Regions from separate parts of the Mus musculus genome. Here regions 1, 2, 4, 5 and 6 are each linked to region 3. Evidence: chromatin contacts called from public Hi-C, HiChIP or PLAC-seq, Micro-C and promoter capture Hi-C data. All regions are on one chromosome and are shown on one strand. The core of a region is the stretch at or near the end of the contact, and the rest is flanking DNA. Distances in the headings are between cores, read along the strand shown. Region 1 holds the start of Notum (notum palmitoleoyl-protein carboxylesterase). Region 2 holds the start of Slc25a10 (solute carrier family 25 (mitochondrial carrier, dicarboxylate transporter), member 10). Region 3 holds the start of Slc38a10 (solute carrier family 38, member 10). Region 4 holds the start of Pcyt2 (phosphate cytidylyltransferase 2, ethanolamine). Region 5 overlaps Nploc4 (NPL4 homolog, ubiquitin recognition factor). Region 6 holds the start of Hgs (HGF-regulated tyrosine kinase substrate).

What was found. A called contact is a pair of places that touch in the nucleus more often than the background predicts. HiChIP or PLAC-seq counts read pairs in DNA pulled down with a chosen protein or histone mark. Capture Hi-C pulls out chosen DNA fragments and counts their contacts.
Region 1: a contact with region 3 is called in a Micro-C map of embryonic stem cells, with 2.6 times the contacts expected there. The contact joins the promoter of Notum here to the promoter of Slc38a10 in region 3. A contact is called at or near these places in 1 of 39 promoter capture datasets (pre-B cells) and 1 of 484 Hi-C or Micro-C datasets (embryonic stem cells).
Region 2: a FOXA1 HiChIP or PLAC-seq map of pancreatic cancer cells shows a contact between it and region 3. The contact joins the promoter of Slc25a10 here to the promoter of Slc38a10 in region 3. A contact is called at or near these places in 2 of 39 promoter capture datasets (hippocampal neurons and second pharyngeal arch cranial neural crest), 2 of 115 datasets of contacts at active chromatin or transcription factors (bone marrow-derived macrophages and pancreatic cancer cells) and 1 of 9 other capture datasets (adipose tissue).
Region 4: a contact with region 3 is called in a FOXA1 HiChIP or PLAC-seq map of pancreatic cancer cells. The contact joins the promoter of Pcyt2 here to the promoter of Slc38a10 in region 3. A contact is called at or near these places in 1 of 39 promoter capture datasets (pre-B cells) and 2 of 115 datasets of contacts at active chromatin or transcription factors (bone marrow-derived macrophages and pancreatic cancer cells).
Region 5: a contact with region 3 is called in a Hi-C map of uterus, with 2.9 times the contacts expected there. The contact joins the enhancer-like site here to the promoter of Slc38a10 in region 3. A contact is called at or near these places in 1 of 484 Hi-C or Micro-C datasets (uterus), 5 of 115 datasets of contacts at active chromatin or transcription factors (bone marrow-derived macrophages, embryonic basal ganglia, embryonic hindbrain and 2 more) and 3 of 9 other capture datasets (adipose tissue, liver and pancreatic islet).
Region 6: a promoter capture Hi-C map of adipose tissue shows a contact between it and region 3. The contact joins the promoter of Hgs here to the promoter of Slc38a10 in region 3. A contact is called at or near these places in 2 of 39 promoter capture datasets (hippocampal neurons and second pharyngeal arch cranial neural crest), 1 of 484 Hi-C or Micro-C datasets (cerebellum), 2 of 115 datasets of contacts at active chromatin or transcription factors (bone marrow-derived macrophages and memory CD8 T cells) and 1 of 9 other capture datasets (adipose tissue).

What each region holds. Positions count from the first base shown.
Region 1 is chr11:120,659,664-120,662,456 of GRCm38.p6, reverse strand. It overlaps Notum (notum palmitoleoyl-protein carboxylesterase), which reads left to right and starts at 1,264. Exons shown (of 12, transcript NM_001382269.1): 1 at 1,264-1,336; 2 at 2,092-2,462. The coding sequence starts at 2,119.
Region 2 is chr11:120,490,516-120,493,222 of GRCm38.p6, reverse strand. Slc25a10 (solute carrier family 25 (mitochondrial carrier, dicarboxylate transporter), member 10) reads right to left here and starts at 1,386. Exons shown (of 11, transcript NM_013770.2): 1 at 1,147-1,386. The coding sequence starts at 1,236.
Region 3 is chr11:120,150,070-120,152,874 of GRCm38.p6, reverse strand. It overlaps Slc38a10 (solute carrier family 38, member 10), which reads left to right and starts at 1,524. Exons shown (of 17, transcript NM_024249.5): 1 at 1,524-1,895. The coding sequence starts at 1,797. It overlaps Gm11769 (a long non-coding RNA gene), which reads right to left and starts at 2,468. Exons shown (of 3, transcript XR_389232.4): 1 at 2,161-2,468; 2 at 1,477-2,037; 3 at 154-1,096.
Region 4 is chr11:120,616,541-120,619,523 of GRCm38.p6, reverse strand. Pcyt2 (phosphate cytidylyltransferase 2, ethanolamine) reads left to right here and starts at 1,579. Exons shown (of 14, transcript NM_024229.3): 1 at 1,579-1,760. The coding sequence starts at 1,672. It overlaps Sirt7 (sirtuin 7), which reads left to right. Exons shown (of 10, transcript NM_153056.3): 10 at 475-1,153. The coding sequence ends at 676.
Region 5 is chr11:120,422,393-120,425,131 of GRCm38.p6, reverse strand. All of the region lies in intron 3 of Nploc4 (NPL4 homolog, ubiquitin recognition factor), which reads left to right. Among named protein-coding and RNA genes, the nearest start is that of Nploc4, 14 kb to the left of the region's middle. Within about 2 kb of position 1,336, at least 25 of the 459 cell types and tissues checked have an H3K27ac peak or open chromatin away from gene starts, as enhancers often do. A contact at or near this core is called in liver and uterus, where this site is marked.
Region 6 is chr11:120,466,306-120,469,005 of GRCm38.p6, reverse strand. It overlaps Hgs (HGF-regulated tyrosine kinase substrate), which reads right to left and starts at 1,371. Exons shown (of 22, transcript NM_008244.3): 1 at 1,243-1,371. The coding sequence starts at 1,279. Arl16 (ADP-ribosylation factor-like 16) reads left to right here and starts at 1,406. Exons shown (of 5, transcript NM_197995.2): 1 at 1,406-1,643; 2 at 1,766-1,824; 3 at 2,239-2,352. The coding sequence starts at 1,583.

The DNA of each region.
Region 1 (2,793 bases), core at 15-2,514, 510 kb before region 3:
GGACTTGAACTTGGGCTCTCTGTGGGAGCAGCTAGTGCTGTTACCCGCTGAGGCATCTCTCCACCCCAAAGGTGAGCTTCTAAGTGAGCAGAGCCTGGTGGTCTCTCAGCTTCTCTAAACTCAGTTCCCATCTGGAAACAGAACACACATCAGGTGCCCATGAGCAGACTCCTGTATGCTTTTTCTTGAGTGAACCCAGCATCTGACCTGGAGGCAGCCTCATTTGGGGTTCTGTAGTTTTACCCTTCTTTTTGGCTTCCGGACTGGATCTTAGGAGAACTGGCCTGCTGTGTGTGTGTGTGTGTGTGTGTGTGTGTATTGGCTCTGCAGCACAGGTGGCATCCTTCTTGACTACTCCCTAGGACTCCTCCCTAGGATCTGCAGCAGGTACCCACTAGATGAAGCAGGCTCCTCCTGTCATGAATTAGATTGTGGGCTGTAGAAGCCCTGCCCAAGGTTTGGACCCTTGTCCTGAGGCAGGTGTGTTTCCTGTCTCTAGAAAAACACTACCAGACTGCAGGCAGAAGGTAAAGAAAAAACAAGCTGCTGGCTTGTGGTGCACTTAGGGTGGGTATGCTTGGTTTTGTGCAGCCCGTTTGACCACGACTACCACCGTCATCAGTCCTGCTCCTGAGACTTTTAATTAAATTATTTATTCATTTATTTAACTTTAGAAGTCCACTGTGTAGCCATGGCTGGCCTAAAACTTGCCGCAGTCTCCTTGTCTGTGAGTTTTGTGCATGCCAAAGTTGGCTCCCAGTTTTGATTTCTGTCAGGAATTTCATTCTCGCTGGTCACCAGAGCCTGGGGATGTGTAGAGGAGGTAGTTACATTAGGTGAGATGACTTGGCAGATGGAAGGGGGTCTCCAAGACCGCAACTTCTCTGATCTTCTATCTCTTCTCCTCCAGTGGCGTCTGGGGCAGGGAGAGGTTCTTAGTGATCTTCTTCATGGAGTGCAGCAGCAAGGGACTTTACACCAAAGCCTACCAACCTTGTTAAGTAGCAGTACGGTCTCTGACCTACATGTCTCCTAACAACTGCGGCACCAGATAGGGAGACTCTACAGCGGGTTGAAGTCACACGCTCGATCCTTCCTGCAGGTCGACCCCGAAAGCCCGGCCTTGGGCCCCACCTGTCCGCTCCTCGCAGAGGCCCCCCCTGCACCGCTACTACCGGCCCCTCGGCGCGGAGCCCTGTGTCCGCCGCCGCTTTGATCCCGGGGGCCCCGCTGGATAAAAGTCTCTGGCGGCTCTACGCCAGCGCCAGAGAGGGAGCGCAGCGCAGTCGGGCGCACCAGCGGGATAGCGCAGCTCCAGCGACTTCCAGGACCTACGGTGAGCGCAGGACTCCGGGCGGTTCCAAGTATGCGAAGGGGGCCCAAGTGCGAGTCTCCCACGAATGCACGGGGCAGGGGCGCGGGAGGGAAGGCCCCAGCGGCACTAGGTGAACGTTCGCATCCTGCGCCCTGACCCGTCGGGCCGGGCAGCTGCGCAACCCGCAGGGCGCCCCCGATGCGGAAAGGCCTCTTCCTCCCCGCCCCCGAGGCGCTCCGAGGGCGGGGGTAGCGGCGCCGAGCTGGCCGCGGAGAATGGAGTTGCCCGGGGCCAGCCCGGCCGCGCTGCCCCCCACGGAGCCGGGCCGGGAGCGCCTCCGGCGGTTGCAACGGGTTAGTCCAGGCCCCTCCGTCAGACTTGTGGTTTGGGAAGAAAAGGCTAAGCCTCCGCCAAGAAAAGAGTGAGCGCAGCCCCCTCCCCCTGCCGCGCCCGGGCGGCGGCGGCACTTCTAACGCGCGGGCACCCGGGCTGCCGCGGCCCCCGCAAACTACGCCCAGCTCGGCTCCCGCCGCTCATTGGCGCGGGCCCGAGCCAGCGCACCCAGAGTCTGCATTGCCCTCGGCCGGCTACGCGCGGAGCCCGAGCTGCGGAGGCCGGTAGCGCCCGACTCCAGAGCCTCGACGCCGAGAGCCCACACTGCCGCCCGGGGCAGGGACAACGCACGGGAGCCCGAGCCGAGGAGCAGCAGTGTCTTGCGCGCCCCCTGGCCCGGCGCCCCGCGCTGCTGACGCCTCACGGCCGTCCGCTCTCCGCAGGTGGCCACAGGCCGGAGTGACATTGCCATGGGAGGAGAGGTGCGCGTGCTGCTACTGCTGGGCCTGCTGCATTGGGTTGGGGGCAGCGAGGGCAGGAAGACCTGGAGGCGCCGTGGCCAGCAGCCACCCCAGCCGCCGCCCCCGCCGCCGCTCCCGCAGCGGGCTGAGGTGGAGCCGGGCGCCGGGCAGCCGGTGGAGAGCTTCCCGCTGGACTTCACGGCAGTGGAGGGCAACATGGACAGCTTTATGGCGCAAGTCAAGAGCCTGGCACAGTCCCTGTATCCCTGCTCTGCGCAGCAGCTCAATGAGGACCTGCGCCTTCACCTCCTGCTGAACACGTCGGTGACCTGCAATGACGGCAGCCCCGCCGGGTAAGGCCAGCGCGGGGCAGGACCCCGGGAGGCCGTCAACCTGGCTTGGCTGGCCCCACCGGTGCTCCGCGCCTGGCTCGCCGTCATCCTATCGCTGGTGGCGCTCGCATCCTCTGCCTCCCCGCGCGCGTACAAACGCGGAGACTGTACTGGACCTGTCCTATTTTCAATGGCTGATCTGGTCCCTAGAGGAAAGGGTTCCACTCAGGCGTCTAGTGTTGCTAGCCCTGGAGAGAGCCTGGCTTGGAGCCTCCCAAAGCGGGGGAGGGGGCAGCTCTTGAAGCTCTGATCCTAGGCCAACTCGGGTGCTGACCTCTTGGCCACCGTGCAC
Region 2 (2,707 bases), core at 137-2,636, 340 kb before region 3:
TGCACATGGAAGGTCCAATGCCAGCCTTAGCTGCGTAACATGTTCAAGGTAAGTCTGGGGCTACAAATAAATAACAAAGAAAGGAAAGCTATTGACAGAGATCACCCTAGAAGCTTGAAGTAGTAGAAACTGCCTGAGGCTGGATTGCCAGCTCAGACCTCAGGGGCCAATCCAATGTGGGGGACGGGGGAGGTGGCAGCCAGTGTGAATGCTCAGTCCACAGGCTGAAGTAGCAGCCAGAGCTCCTTGGGCAGAGTGGGTGAGTTCTTTGTTCTCTGTAGTAAGACAGAATCAGGAAAAAATTCCCCGAGAATGCCCCTGGGGAACAGGAAGACAGCTGTCTCAGTTTGTCCTATAAGCATTTATTTTTAAAGAAACACACACACACACACACACACACACACACACACAAAACCCTACAAAACCACGTGTCCTATTTGCTTCTTGCTGTGAGACGATCTTATTGGTTAGACCCTATGAACGCAGGGTCTCCTTCCTAGCTCACTTAGGACGGTGCTGATCCCAATATAGCAACGAAACAAGCGGAAGCAGATGACCGAGGTCACATCACCACCTAGTCCATTGCCTTCATTTCCACCCCCCAGTCCTCACAGTAGGTGGTGCTAAGCGCCCAGCAGTGGGAGTGCTCTTGTGCGCAGAGACCAGGCTGGTCTTTGGATCTCAATACCTGTGCACACGCACAACTTTAACCAGAGTTGTCGAGTGTTTGTGGCAAAGGAATGGCTCAGAGTGGCAGAGTTTACTTAAGTATAGCGCAGAGCTGAAGCTGCGCAGTCATCTGTTAGGACTGTGGTTGCGGAGGGATTAGCAGGTAAGCTGAGGAGCAGGAGGTCCTGTCTGAGGCATAGCTGTCTGTCACCTGCGGACGCCAGCTGCAGAGGGTCCCCGGGGATTTTCCACCGCTGCCTACCGGGAAGTAAGTGTATTGGCGCCCGCAGCCGGAGGCCAGCAGCGCAGAGCGGGGCAGCCCGCGGCTCAGGCCGGCGTGGGCGTCACCGGCGGTAATTACCGGGTGCGCAGTCAAGCGGCGGCCGCAGCAGGCGCCTTGTAGGCGCCAGGCCCCGGATGGTCCCCGGCGCCTAGGGCTCACCCGCCCGCTCGGCCTTGAAGCTCAGGCTCACTCACCTTGAGCAGGTCCAGCGGGTGCGTGCAGCAAGCGGCTCCGCAGGAAGCCAGCCCCCCAAAGTACCAGCGAGATGCGCGTGCCTCGGCCATGGCCAGAGCAGCAGCGACCTGGCCCGACCCCGGTGAGCACAACTCCGGTCCCAGCTGCTCAACGCCCGGTTCAAAGTGCTACCGAGCGCCCGCGCCCGGTACAGCCAATGCGCCCGCGCAGCCCCGGGGGCGGGGCCTATGGACTCCGCCCGCCACCGGACTCCAGCCTTGGGAGACTCCGCCTCTGGTCTTAAAGAGGCCGCAACGAGGAGCAATGAGAGGCGATCCACTGGAGCCAACTGTGAAACTGAGCTAACCCATGACCACCCCCACTCTCCAGATCATGGCTTTGGTCTCAGTTCCGAAGGCGCTCTGCCATTCTCAACTCATCAGGAGGTTGGTTTCCTACCAGCACCCTCTAGCCCTAGTCTGAACTTATGCCCTGGTGCTAACTTCGTGTGTTACCCAGGAGAAGGACACGTGTTGCAGCAGTGGACCTCTGTCCCCTATCCCCCTCGAGAGCCCAGCCCCCGCCCAGATGTAGGGGGGGATGGAAACCGTCTTGAGGCCAGCTTGCAAATTAAATAGAAATCAGGGACAAAAGGCTCTTAGTAAAGGGTAGCAGTGCTCCTCCCCCATGCCTACACCCAGCGAGTCCCTGCCAAGTGCAACTCAGCCCAAGCCTTGCTGTGGACACAGCCCTAGGCAGCCACCATGGAGAGGGTTCTGGGCTGTGAATTCTTCATGGTTACTGGCTCAGGCTCCTAGGAGGCAGCTCCAATCTGCCTGGTCTCAGAAGCCCATCTCTACCTACTGAACACGGGCAAAGAAATCCACATGTGCTCCCAGTTTGAGGGTGCACCTGCTAGCCAAGGTGATTTCTGAATCCCAAGGCTGCTTTAAGTCTGGCATTGTGAATGAAAAAGACACGTGTCCTGCAGAAAACTAACGTACACCTGGCCAACTGCTCCAGGCACCGCTCCCGCTGAACATTCAATAGGAGTATCCTATCCAGTCCTGCCAACCAGTGCCCAACTTTGTAGCAGCGAGGGAAGTAGAGAGCATGATGTCGTCTAGAACTCTAGGTGGCCTCCCATGCCAAGATACTTATTGTCATAGTACCAAGGTTGCACAATGCAAGATCTGGCATCTTGCTTGGGGGTGTGCCATCTTGGCATTTCCCCCATGCCCAAGAGCACCCTACACTGGAAGCCTATAACAAGGGGGTGAGGGGCACTTCCCACACTGGATCCATTCCTTTCCTACAGCAGGTACAGACAACATGCAACCTCACGTCTAGGAAGGTCTCTAGGTGGCAGCATCTGATATCTTAGCTGGGCTACTGTGGGGTAGGGAACCGAACAGCTGGCTGCTTGGTTGGTGAGACCAGGAGCACCACTTGGTCTTGCCCATATAGACTAGCCCTACCCAGAAACCATCAAGTACTAGACATACACTGCCAGGCACAGCAGAGGTCATATGCTAAAGGAAGCATGGTTGGTGTTCAGCAAGAGGATACTGCTTTTGTATA
Region 3 (2,805 bases), core at 275-2,774:
ATCTCTGGAAGAGCAGTCAGTGTATCTCTCCAGCCCTGAGCAGCCCCTTCTTAGGGATGAACATCAGATACATGAATATGGAAACACAGAAACGGGTCAGATAGATTGTGGACAATGACTTCACTTACAAACGATGAATACAGACACTTAGTATTTTGGTTTTTTCTTTTTAAAGATTTATTTATTTAATGTATATGAGTACACAGTTGCTGTCTTCAGACACACCAGAAGAGGGCATTGGATCCCATTATGATGTGGTTGCTGGGAACTGAACTCAGGACTTCTGGAAGAGCAGTCAGTGCTCTTAACCACTGAGCCATCTCTCCAACCCTATTCTGGCTTTGTATTCAATTACTCCTTTTTTTTTTTTTTTGTTCGAGACAGGGTTTCTCCACGTAGCCATGGCTGTCCTGGAACTCACTTATGTAGACCAGGCTGTCCTCAAACTCAAGAGAGCTGCTTGTCTCTGCCTCCTGAACGCTGGGATTAATGGCTCATGCCACCAATTGCTCTTTCTAGCTTTTCCTTTCTCTCTCTCTCTCTCTCTCTCTCTCTCTCTCTCTCTCTCTCTCTCTCTCTCTCATCTCTAGAAGCTGCTCTGCCTGATGCTGGAAGAATTTGTCCCTTGTCTGAGATCTTGCATGGGCCTCAAATTGTTTTCTAGGAGAGCCTCTTTAGGCAGCTTGAAGTTCCTCCTTGCATGCACAGCTCTGGCCTCCTGGAATCATTGTGGGGTCTTTCTTGGACCTCAGGTCCCTAGGCCTTCATTCACCACAGACACCACCATAAAGAACACTGCCAGGTGCCAGTAATCCACTTAGGTGTTGGAGCGTTCTCTTTTCTCTAGTCTCTTTAATGTCCATTACTCCAGGAAGAATTCTCATTAGTCCTTCCAGTACAGAAGCCACCATCTCTTGAAATCCTAGATTTCCCTAGTCTCTCCTTTTTACCTTTCCTCTGGTTTTCTTTCATATTAGGGCAGTAGACCATTTTCACCCACTTAGCGTATCAAACAGACACATCTCCATGCTCCCTCCTCCAGGCTGTTGTGACTTTGCTGAGTCTCTGAACCTCCCGGTGTCCCGATGATTTTTATCTGTAAAACGTTAAGTGCTAATTTTGTCCCAATAAGTTGGCATTCAGTCTAGACAGGTCCTCCAATTGTGACCCAAAATCCTTCCTGTGCGCAAGGACCTGAAAATTAACCCTCAAGAGCCCACTCCTCACCTGAAAGGTAGTCCTTCTCTTTCTCTCCTGTTGTTCCACTAGAGGTTGTACCCAGCAAATGACTCTTCTACCAGCGGCCACAGTCACTAGTCTAAGCCTGGAACCCCTAACCCAGATTGTAGCCCCGCCCTGATTCAGACCCCGCCCCACGTCCCGCCGTCCCTCCCCCCACATACTTCTTATTGGCCAGAGTTACGCCTAGCTCCGCCTCTGGGCCCACCCAAACCACGCCTCCTCGGGCATACACACCTACTTCTAGTTGGCTGGCGTCCCGCCTCATCCCGCCCTTTGATACCGTCACTTCCTGGTAGAGTAGGCTCCGAAGGCGGAAGTTTGGGTGCCGGAGGCAGCGAAGCGGAGCTGAGGTGTTGCTAGCGTTGCCTGCGGCGCTTCCGGGTTCCCGCTTCACTCTGGGGAGGCGGAGGCGGGAACCTGGAACCATGGCTATGAGGCTGCTGCGGAGCCTGGCAGGGTCTGGAGGCTGACCTCGCGACGCCTGTCCGCGGCCCCCCCTGCTTCAGGTTTAGGGTTATCTAGGGTCGCTCTGTCCTGGTCCCTAGACCCTCAAAATGACGGCCGCCTCCACCTCCAAGTGGGGGCTGATCACGAACGTGGTGAACAGCATCGTGGGCGTCAGCGTGCTCACCATGCCTTTCTGCTTCAAGCAGGTGAGTCGAGGGCGCGGGGGCATCAGGTTGAAGTGCTCGTTTGGTGGGAAGGGGGTGTGAGCACCGCGGGTCGGGAAGAGACCCAAGCAACGTCCCCGAAGCGAGTCGCGGTCCGGATCTGCGCGCTCAGCGGTTGCTCACACTGTACGGAAAGGCACAGAGAAGGATACGTTAGCGGATTGATAGTGGTTTTGTTGGTCCTGTTTTTGACTCTGACCGACTGCATGGCACGGAAGCATGCCGGTCCTCGGCTTCGGCTACTCACCTTTACTCAAGGCGATTTAAAGCATTCGTTTGGTCTGATCTGTATCATGTGTCACCGCAGTTGGAAAAGCCGGCATACAAAAAAGTTTGGTGTTATTTCTGTGTTGAATGCCACATGAAAAGATGGTCATTTCTACGTGGCTTTGTTGTGTCTGCCAGTGAGTTGCGGAAGCAGATGGAAACGTCAAATTGGGTAATGACTCTCTTAACAAAGGGAGTGGCGGGGTTCCCCGTCGCTCATCCATGCCACGCGGGCTGCTGTCCTGTTCTATTGAAACAGTGGGTTATCAAGGCAGAGACCACTCCTCCTATCTGATGACTCCCAGGAGATGAGGTGGAAGATTAATCCGGGATAGACATTTGGAAGTGAAAATGGGTTGTTGATAATTTAATAGTAGACTAACAACTACTTCGTGTGTTTTGTCGTTCACATCCCAGGCTAAAAATAGAAAACAAGTTTTTTTAATCAATGAGTTTTTGATCCTCAACAACCTATCCTGATTGAGACTGTATCTAGGGTTCCCGGGTAGGGTATTTGATATGGTTAATAGATGTAGACAGGAGGACAGAGCTAGATCCTCTGGGGTGACATCTGTGTTGTGAACCCCAGTGTTGAGTTGTTGGGGGATGGTTTTGGGTGTCTTTG
Region 4 (2,983 bases), core at 330-2,829, 470 kb before region 3:
TACATTTCAATCAGACACATGATTTCTTCATGGTGTAGTCTGTAGGCCACACCTCCCCAGTCAACCGGCCTCTTCCCGCCCCCATCCCTGTCACGCAGTCTGGGAAAGGGAAAAGGGTCTGGTCCATCTGCCCCTATCCATACAAGTGAGAGACGGGGCCCAGAGTTGCTAGCAAGTTATCCTTGGAGGTGAGGCCATCCTGTGGCTAGCACTACCCCTTCCTATGTGTGCAGCTCCCACCAACAGTGGGTGAGACAGAAGAGGCTGTCGAGCGAGGGCTGCTGCTGCCCTGAAGACTTTCCCCTGCAGCTTGGTGTCCCCTGCAGCTTGGTGTCACTGACGCTGCTTCCAGCCAAAGCCCAGATTAAGACATAGGTGGGATGGCAGGTGGCCTCAGACAGCTTTCCTGTGCCTGGGAGGGTTGCGATTCGAGGGGTTTTCAGACCTGCCTGATGCTGCTTTTCTTTCTGTTAGGTGGCAGGATCCAATCTTCTCCTTGGCGACCCCCCTCCGTGCTGGTGAAGAAGGCAGCCACAGTAGGAAGTCACTATGCAGAAGCAGAGAAGAAGCCCCACCTGGGGACCAGAGTGACCCCCTTGCCTCAGCTCCCCCTATCCTAGGAGGCTGGTTTGGCAGGGGTTGTGCCAAGCGTGCAAAAAGGAAGAAAGTGGCATAGCCCGGAGTTGACAAAGAACAGTTGGCACTTTGCAGATGGCTTGACCCTTGTTCAGGGGCTCCGCCCGTGTCGCCGTGAAGGCGAGAGTGCCCCCTCCGGCTCTAGTGGGTGCCGGCTTCGCGGTGACGGTCGTCTTTAGCCATTTGTCCTTGTGGAAAGGCTCTCTTGCACTGCTGTGACTGCCCCGCTATGGGCTTGATCTTCAAGGACACCTCCCTCCTGTTCACCCCTGTACAAAGGTGGCAGCAAGGCCTCTGTGAGAAGAGCTCCGGCCCTTCCCAGGCCTGGCCAGCAGGAGAGTCCACCACTGCCTTACCTCACTCTCCAGGCTAGTCTCAGGGCCTCCCTCTTTCTACTCCTTATCACGTACAAGTGTTCACTTTATAGAAGCCTTTTTCTGTATTGGGTATGCGGCACAGGGAGAATCTAACTAAGCCTCCAGTCTGAGCAAGTCTTATTAAACATCTCTCAATTGCTTTGGTGTCCCGATGACTGTCACACGCACCACCGAGGTGCCTGCATCTGAGGGCCTGCATCGAGGCGCTTTTGAAGAACCCAGCCCCTGAAAATGCTTTTGGTTGGTTGGTTTTTTTGAAACAGGGTTTCCGTGTGTAGCCCTGGCTGTCCTGGAACTCATGAGATCCTCCTGCCTCTGCCTCCCAAGTGCTGGGATTAAAGGGGTCGCCACCACTGCCCGGCTCCTAAGAATGCTTAAGGCACGGGGTGAGCTGCACGCACAGTTGTGGTGCTAACCTGCCCCGTTCGTCTGTGGAGAAGTCAAATGCCAAAGCCCGGGCACCTGCAACACAGACCATTGGCCGCTCGATCTGGGCGGAGGGGGGTGTGGCCCGGCTGGGGGCGGGGCCCTGGTTGGCGCACGCCATTGGCTGCGCCAAGCGGGTGAGATCCGCGTGAGCACGCGCAAGCGTCGAGGGCGGGGCGACGGTACTGTGTGTCGCGGGAGCCGCCAGGATTTGCGGGGGGCCTCCGGTGCCATGATCCGGAACGGGCACGGGGCTGCCAGCGCTGCTGGGCTGAAGGGTCCGGGAGATCAGCGCATCGTGCGGGTGTGGTGCGATGGCTGGTGAGTGGGGCGACGAGGGGAGGGCGGTCACCTGGGCGTCACGCACCGGCCGTTGGCGGAACCGGAGTCTTCCGAGGCCGCACGAGGCAACCTGGCCTCCGGTCACTTAGGAGTGTAGCGTACAGACACGGGTGCATCAGACGGTGCGCTCCCCGAAAACCGGAAATGCGGCTGTCTGTTCGCCTTGGGCATTTACCCAAATTACCTGGGCTGGAAGGCTGTGAGCTTCTCTGGCAAATCAGCCCGTGACGTCTCCAAGAAAGTCCTGGAGCTGTCAACAAGCCGAAGAGATAAGATGTTGGCCTTTCTATAACTTACCATCTTCAGCCCTTCGTCGTGCCTACCCCTGGTGGATGAGAGGCATTCGGAATGGTCACCAGGGCTCCTCAGGGCATTCATGGCGGAATAGGCTAGACTTTGTGCGTTTCTTGTTTGTCTTTGGTTGGTTGCTGAGGATGGGAACCATAGCCTTGTGTGCTATATATGTACAGGCAAGTGCTCCATCACTGAATTACAACTTCAGTCCCCTTCTGTTCTTTTGCACCTGAGTCACCAGCTTTGACTTCGTGTCAGTGGACTATGACCTTGGCCCCACCATGGTGCCACAAGCCCAGATGCAGACTCTGACCTTTGATCTAGCCCTGCCTGTCTAGTGGGCACAAGGGCTGTCCTGGAATTTGCCCGTTATCATGTCCCACCTCCCACCCCGTGCACTGTGGTGTTGACATGATGATAGCCCACTAGGGCTCTAGAGGAAGCAGAGCAGAACCTATGGCCCAGCACTGGCCCATGGCAAAGAATACAGGTGGTCCCAGGGATATCCCACTGGGATATCCTCAGTGTCCAGCATATTGCTGGCTTCTGCATAGCTTGACCTTGACAAAGTACTTGTGGCCAGACCTAGATTTGAGGATAAAAGCAGGTGACAGGCACTTGTTCTCTCAGAGAGCTAAGCCAGCCCTGGGGGTGGGGAACTGTCCACTTGTGTCAGGGTGGAAGTATCTGCTCCCAATGCAGGACTGATCTCTTGTTTCCAAGCTTGAGTGTGGCTTGTTGATCCAGGGGGACTATTCTTGTTTAGGGTGCAGGAGGTTCCATATTCAAATCCTAGATAATCTCTTGTATCTTGCGGGCTGGGAGTGTAGCTAGCTCAGCTGGTATTATGCTGGCCCAGCATGCACAAGGTCCTACATTTGTTTTGTAGCACCCAACAGTTGGCTTTG
Region 5 (2,739 bases), core at 87-2,586, 270 kb before region 3:
TGGTCTACAAAGTGAGTTCCAGGACAGCTAGGGTTACACAGAGAAACCCTGTCTCGAAAAAAAAAAAAAAAAAAAAAAAGTGAGACCCTATCTTAAATAAAATAAATAAATAAATAAAGGCTTGTATGGTGGATGGCTCAGCAAGTAAAAGTGATGCCATCAAGCCTGACAAGCTGAGCTCACTCTGGGGCATACATGAGGAGAGAACTGACCCCCACAGACTGTCCTCTGACTGCCACCCCTGTAAAACAAGTCAATATGAACATACTACAAATAATAAATAAATAAATGTGCTACAGAAAGTTTGTAATAATCACTGGGCTTGGGGATTCAGCTCAGTGGTGGGTGCACATGTGCCTAGCATGTGTGAGACTCTGAAAAAAGTACAGATTTATGTGGGTTGTGGTGTTCTGGTATGAGTATCCTGTGTTGTGGAGTATTCTTCCACTAGTGGGACAAAATAAATACCTGAGGAAACAGAGGGAGGAAAGATTATTTTGGTTTAGTTTCAGTCCACAGTGACTTGGCTCCATCGCCTCTGGAGTGGTAAAGCGGACATTGCAGGAGCATGCAGTGGGGCAGAACAGTTCACCCCAGCAGACAAGAGGCAGGTAGAGACTAAGATGGACAGGGGACAAAACACGAGACTGAGTATGGTTTCCTACCATTACCCTGTATCCCCAGGTCTCTCCTCCTCATTTTTTTTTTTTTTTTTTTTTTTAAAGATTTATTTATTTATTATATGTAAGTACACTGTAGCTGTCTTCAAACACTCCAGAAGAGGGAGTCAGATCTTGTTACGGATGGTTGTGAGCCACCATGTGGCTGCTGGGATTTGAACTCTGGACCTTCGGAAGAGCAGTCGGGTGCTCTTACCCACTGAGCCATCTCACCAGCCCCTCTCCTCCTCATTTTTAAACTTTTTATTTTGAGACGGTCTTCTTTCTGTGTTGCCCAGGCTAGCTTTGGACTTGCCTTTTGTCTCCTGAGTAGCTGTTTTACAGGCCTGAACCACTAGGCCTAACCAAAGCGTGATTTGATTCCCTTTCCTAGGGGCTGTTGATGTCTAGCACTGCAAAATGCCAGGCGGCTCCTAGCTTTTTCCTGAAAGGTTTCTGATCCATTCTCTGGAGTTTGTGTTTATGAGTTGTAATTCCAGCATTTGAGTCATAGACTTGCCTCTCTCTCTCAGCCCTTACTCTGTCAATTCTTCCTCGTGGAAATTTATTTCCCTTGTAATTTTGGTTTTTATTGGGGTAAGTGTGGCTTCGAAGAGGATCTATTTGATGCAAGCTTTAGTGGCATTTGCTTATGTGAGCACCAGGGGGTGCTGTGGAGCTGCATTCTCTTCTGGTTTGGGTCTCCAGATCCCAGAAGCAGCCCAGGTTTCACTCCATATGCGTGTGCCTGGTCTTGGAGGTGACTTTGCCCTGCAGAGCATCTGGTGGAAGTAGACTCAGTTTCTTCTTGGTTCCCATTCTGAGTTCCTGGATTCTCTTGGTTGTTCTGACATCCTTGAGTCATGTGGGGTTTTTTTGTTCTTTAAGGACGTTCTCACATTATCCAAGCTGGCCTTGCACTTGACGTCTAGCTAAGGCTGACCTTGAATTTGTAACTGCTTGCTTTTTTCCTTCCCAAGTGCTGGGATAACAGGTGTGCACCATCAAGTCTGGCTAGTCCTTTGGTTTATGTAGGAGATTCAGGCTCAGCAGTCAAATGTGAGCAGGGAGTTCAAAGACACATCTGTTGCCCAGTAAACACTGTCGTCTATGAGCCTCAAGTTCCTGATCCTGGCCTTGGCCGAGGGACAGTCGTGTCCTCTGCTATTATTAGTGACATCACTGCGAGCTTTGGAAGGCCTGGGTGTTTTTTACCTTTGGAGCTCAGCAGTGTTTTTACAGTGTATTTGCTAAAATCGATCCAGTGTCTGAGCCAAGTATTTTATAGTTAGAGGATGTTTAGACATATTTAATCCAGTGCTAGAAGCAGAAGTTCTGGTTACAGTCTGACAGCTTTATTGCCTCTGAATTATGGGGGATAAGGAGGTGAGGGCAGCTCTTGAGAGCTGCAGCCCCCGCTCCTGGGATTCTGCATGTCTGTCAGTACTTGTACTTGCAGACATTGTTCTTCTTCGGTTTGCTGTTCAGCACTGGACCAGTTGTTCTCTCAGTTTCTTTCTTGTGTGTCCTGTTGACAGCAGCTGAAAGTTTGCGAAATGATCTGTCACCTCCCGTCTTCAAAGGCTGGAGCTGATTTAGTGCCACGAGACACCTCTGGTCAGGCATGACCCACGATGGTTCTGTGAATAGCTTCAGAGAGAAAACGGTTCTTTAGCCACAAGTCATGTCAAGTTGGAGCAGAGCAAGTAGAATTGTGGCAGCTCTTTTGGAAAGCAGGCCTTCAGCAGTCTTGGAGCAGGAAGCTGTGTCTGGGAGTCTGCCCTGTCAGAGGGAAAGAAAGTGTTGGCATGTGCTTGAGGTGTGTGCTTCACAGTGGCAGAAACCAGCAGACTTGCCCAACCCTGTAGTGTGGTGACCCTCTGTCCCTGGGGGGGGGGGGGGTAGCACACATCTGTAATCCTAACACCCAGTAAGTAGAAGTAGAAGAATTTTGAGTTTGAGGCCAGCCCAGGCTGCATAGTGAGATGTGGAGTTTTTTTGTTTTTTTAAATAAGTCAGTGTTTTAGTTAGGATTTTATTGCTGTGATAAAACGCCACTACCAAAAGCAGCTTGGGGAGG
Region 6 (2,700 bases), core at 122-2,621, 320 kb before region 3:
AAGGGAAGAGATGCCCATTCAAAGGGTCCATTGAGCTATGTTTCCGAGCCGGCCCGTCAAAAGTCAAGAACATCCCTCATTTTATACAGCCAAAACCAAACTGAAAATCCTCTTGAAGTACACTGACAACCATGGAAATGGCATCCTCCCATGCAAGAAGCAAATAATGTGGAAATGATACTTAGTCCCTATCAGCTGTCAGCTCAAGCTCGGCTTCACTCAGTTCCCACAGACCCTCTGGAGAGAGGTACTACTTGCATCTGCTTTAAAGATAAAGGAGGTAGAGAATGCCCTTTGTCACAGCTTGCTGGGCACTTTAAAATGGCATACCCTGCTGCTTCTCAACAGAGTCCCATCATTTAGAAGTTTTGTCCTTTACCTCTTAGCTGGGTAATGTAATGGGTCCCTTAGCAAGCTCTAGAAGATGAGGGATGATTTCTCCATGTCAAGTGGTACCCCCAGCCAACACCTCTTCACACTCGGATCACCCCTCCCTTACGAAAGTGAGCTATCCCAAGATACACCACCCTTGTTACTCATTCAACAAGTTAGTGGATTCATACCTGACGTGCTGAACCTCCCAGGATATGAGACTAAGGTAAACATCTCATCATCTAAGATTCCCCTTTGAAAACCTTAGCTCAAAAAGGAGCAAGTGAGCAGCCTAGGATGGGGCCTGCTCCTGAACACATTTATTGAGGGAATGGTGCATGCATGTCAAACTCATTTTTCCCTCCTAAAATTTACACTGTCCAGGAACCTCAGATAGTGATATCAACAAGCACCTTCAAAAATGAGAAATACATGTCTTCTCAAACCCCCAGGCACTACCAGAGCGCAAGAGGCTGAGGTCCTAGGAAGCATTCCCCAAGGGGCTCGAAAGGTTTAAGGAAGGCAGTATCGGTTCCACCCTGCGAAAAGGTATCGGGGTCTGAGACCCGCATGAAGCTAAGATCTGAGTCATGACTTCATGACTCAGGACTTTGGCCCAATCGGTTCAGGACCGTCGGACCCGGAGGAAGAGAGGTCCGTCACGGACCCCCAAAGAGCATTCGTCACTGGAACCCCAGGACTCAGTGTACAGCCCGGGCGGCCACACCCGAGGCCCGGGAACCGTGCAGTGCTCCCCGGAGGCCGACGGCCGGTCTAGGTGGCCGGCCCGCTCTCCTGAGACCTACGGAGGCAGCATCTGGCCGGTGCGCGCGAGGGAGCTGACTTGGAGCTGACGGGCGGACGCGTTACCTAGGAGACGCTCGAAGGTGCCGCTGCCTCGCCCCATGGCGACCCCACTCCGGACCGACGCTGCAGTCGCTCCCTCTTTCGGAGCTGACGCGCCCCCCAACTTCCGCTTCCGCCTTTCTTTTTCTGCTCGCGCACGCGCAACGCCTCCGCGCCGCCCCGAGTCCTGCTCCATGGCGAGACTTGCGCTTACACACTGACTCTGAGCGTCCATTGGACCGCTCAGTCCATTGGGACTAACCAATGAGCAGCCTGGACGAGCGGTCTATCCAATGAAAGCTAAGCGGAGGCGGGCCTCATTGCGTGGTAGCTCGGAGGTACAAGCGCGTTATCCGAGGAAGGGATGTGTCTCCTGCTTGGAGCTGCTGGGGTCGGGAAGACCCTGCTGGTGAAACGCCTTCAGAATATCCTTCCGCGCCGAGTGGGCAGGCAGGGAGTCCCAGGCAGGGTGGGGAGGGAGCACACCGGGGTCGCTCATCACGGGAACTCCTCCCTCTGCCACGCCATGGCCCTTGACCGCCGGGACAGCTGAGCTCCGGAGATGGCAAAGGCGACCTGGGAGAGCCCCCACCGACGCGGCCCACGGTAGGTGTCGGCCTCTCTCAGGTCATGCATGCCCTTTGAGGCTTGCAAAGGTCCTCAGACCTCTTCTAATGGAAGCCGCGGTGCCTGTGGTCAGTAGGTTGGGTACTGTCTGCGGCAGAGGAACTCCCATCACTAGACTTCTGAGTGTGGAGAACCCGAAGCCCGTCTTCCGGTGGGCACCTTTCTCTCCCATCCCTAGAAATTCATTCCCTCGTCACTCTCAAGGCCCATCTCTATGGTTGACGTTGGCCTGGAGCCCCCAGAGAGCTGCATTTCTTGGTGGCGAGAGCAGAGGGCTTGAGCAGTTGTCACTGGCTGTGGATGCTTAGCTCCCTCATGGCGGTGCTGCCATCCAGAAGCTCACCACAGCACACCGCTTGCGCTGGTCTCAGTGCATCGTGGTTTTTTCCATAGGTGGGCACCAACCTTACAGACATTGTGGCCCACAGGAAGATCACCATCCGAGAGCTCGGGGGATGCATGAGCCCCATCTGGTCCAGTTACTATGGAAACTGCCATTCGCTCTTGGTGAGTTAATACTTCAAGCTTCTTTGGAGGTCAGTTTTGTCTGACTCCCTGAACCATCAAGTATTGGCCCTGCTTTTCATGGGATCGGGTTTGGGGGTCTTTGATGACTGTGCATTGGTCTGATTTCCTGAGCAGGGCTCAGATTCTAGGAGGCTTGTTGAAGGCACAGCATGTTCTATGCCTTGATACCTGAATACGACCAACACTTTACATCCCTCTTGTTGGTCCTATCTGTAGAAGGAAGGGGCATCAAATTCTGGGATGAAGAGCTGATGGCCACAGTAGACTTAATTTTACTTAAAGACACCAGTGACAGTCATCCTCGTACAACTCCCCCTTGGCTATTTC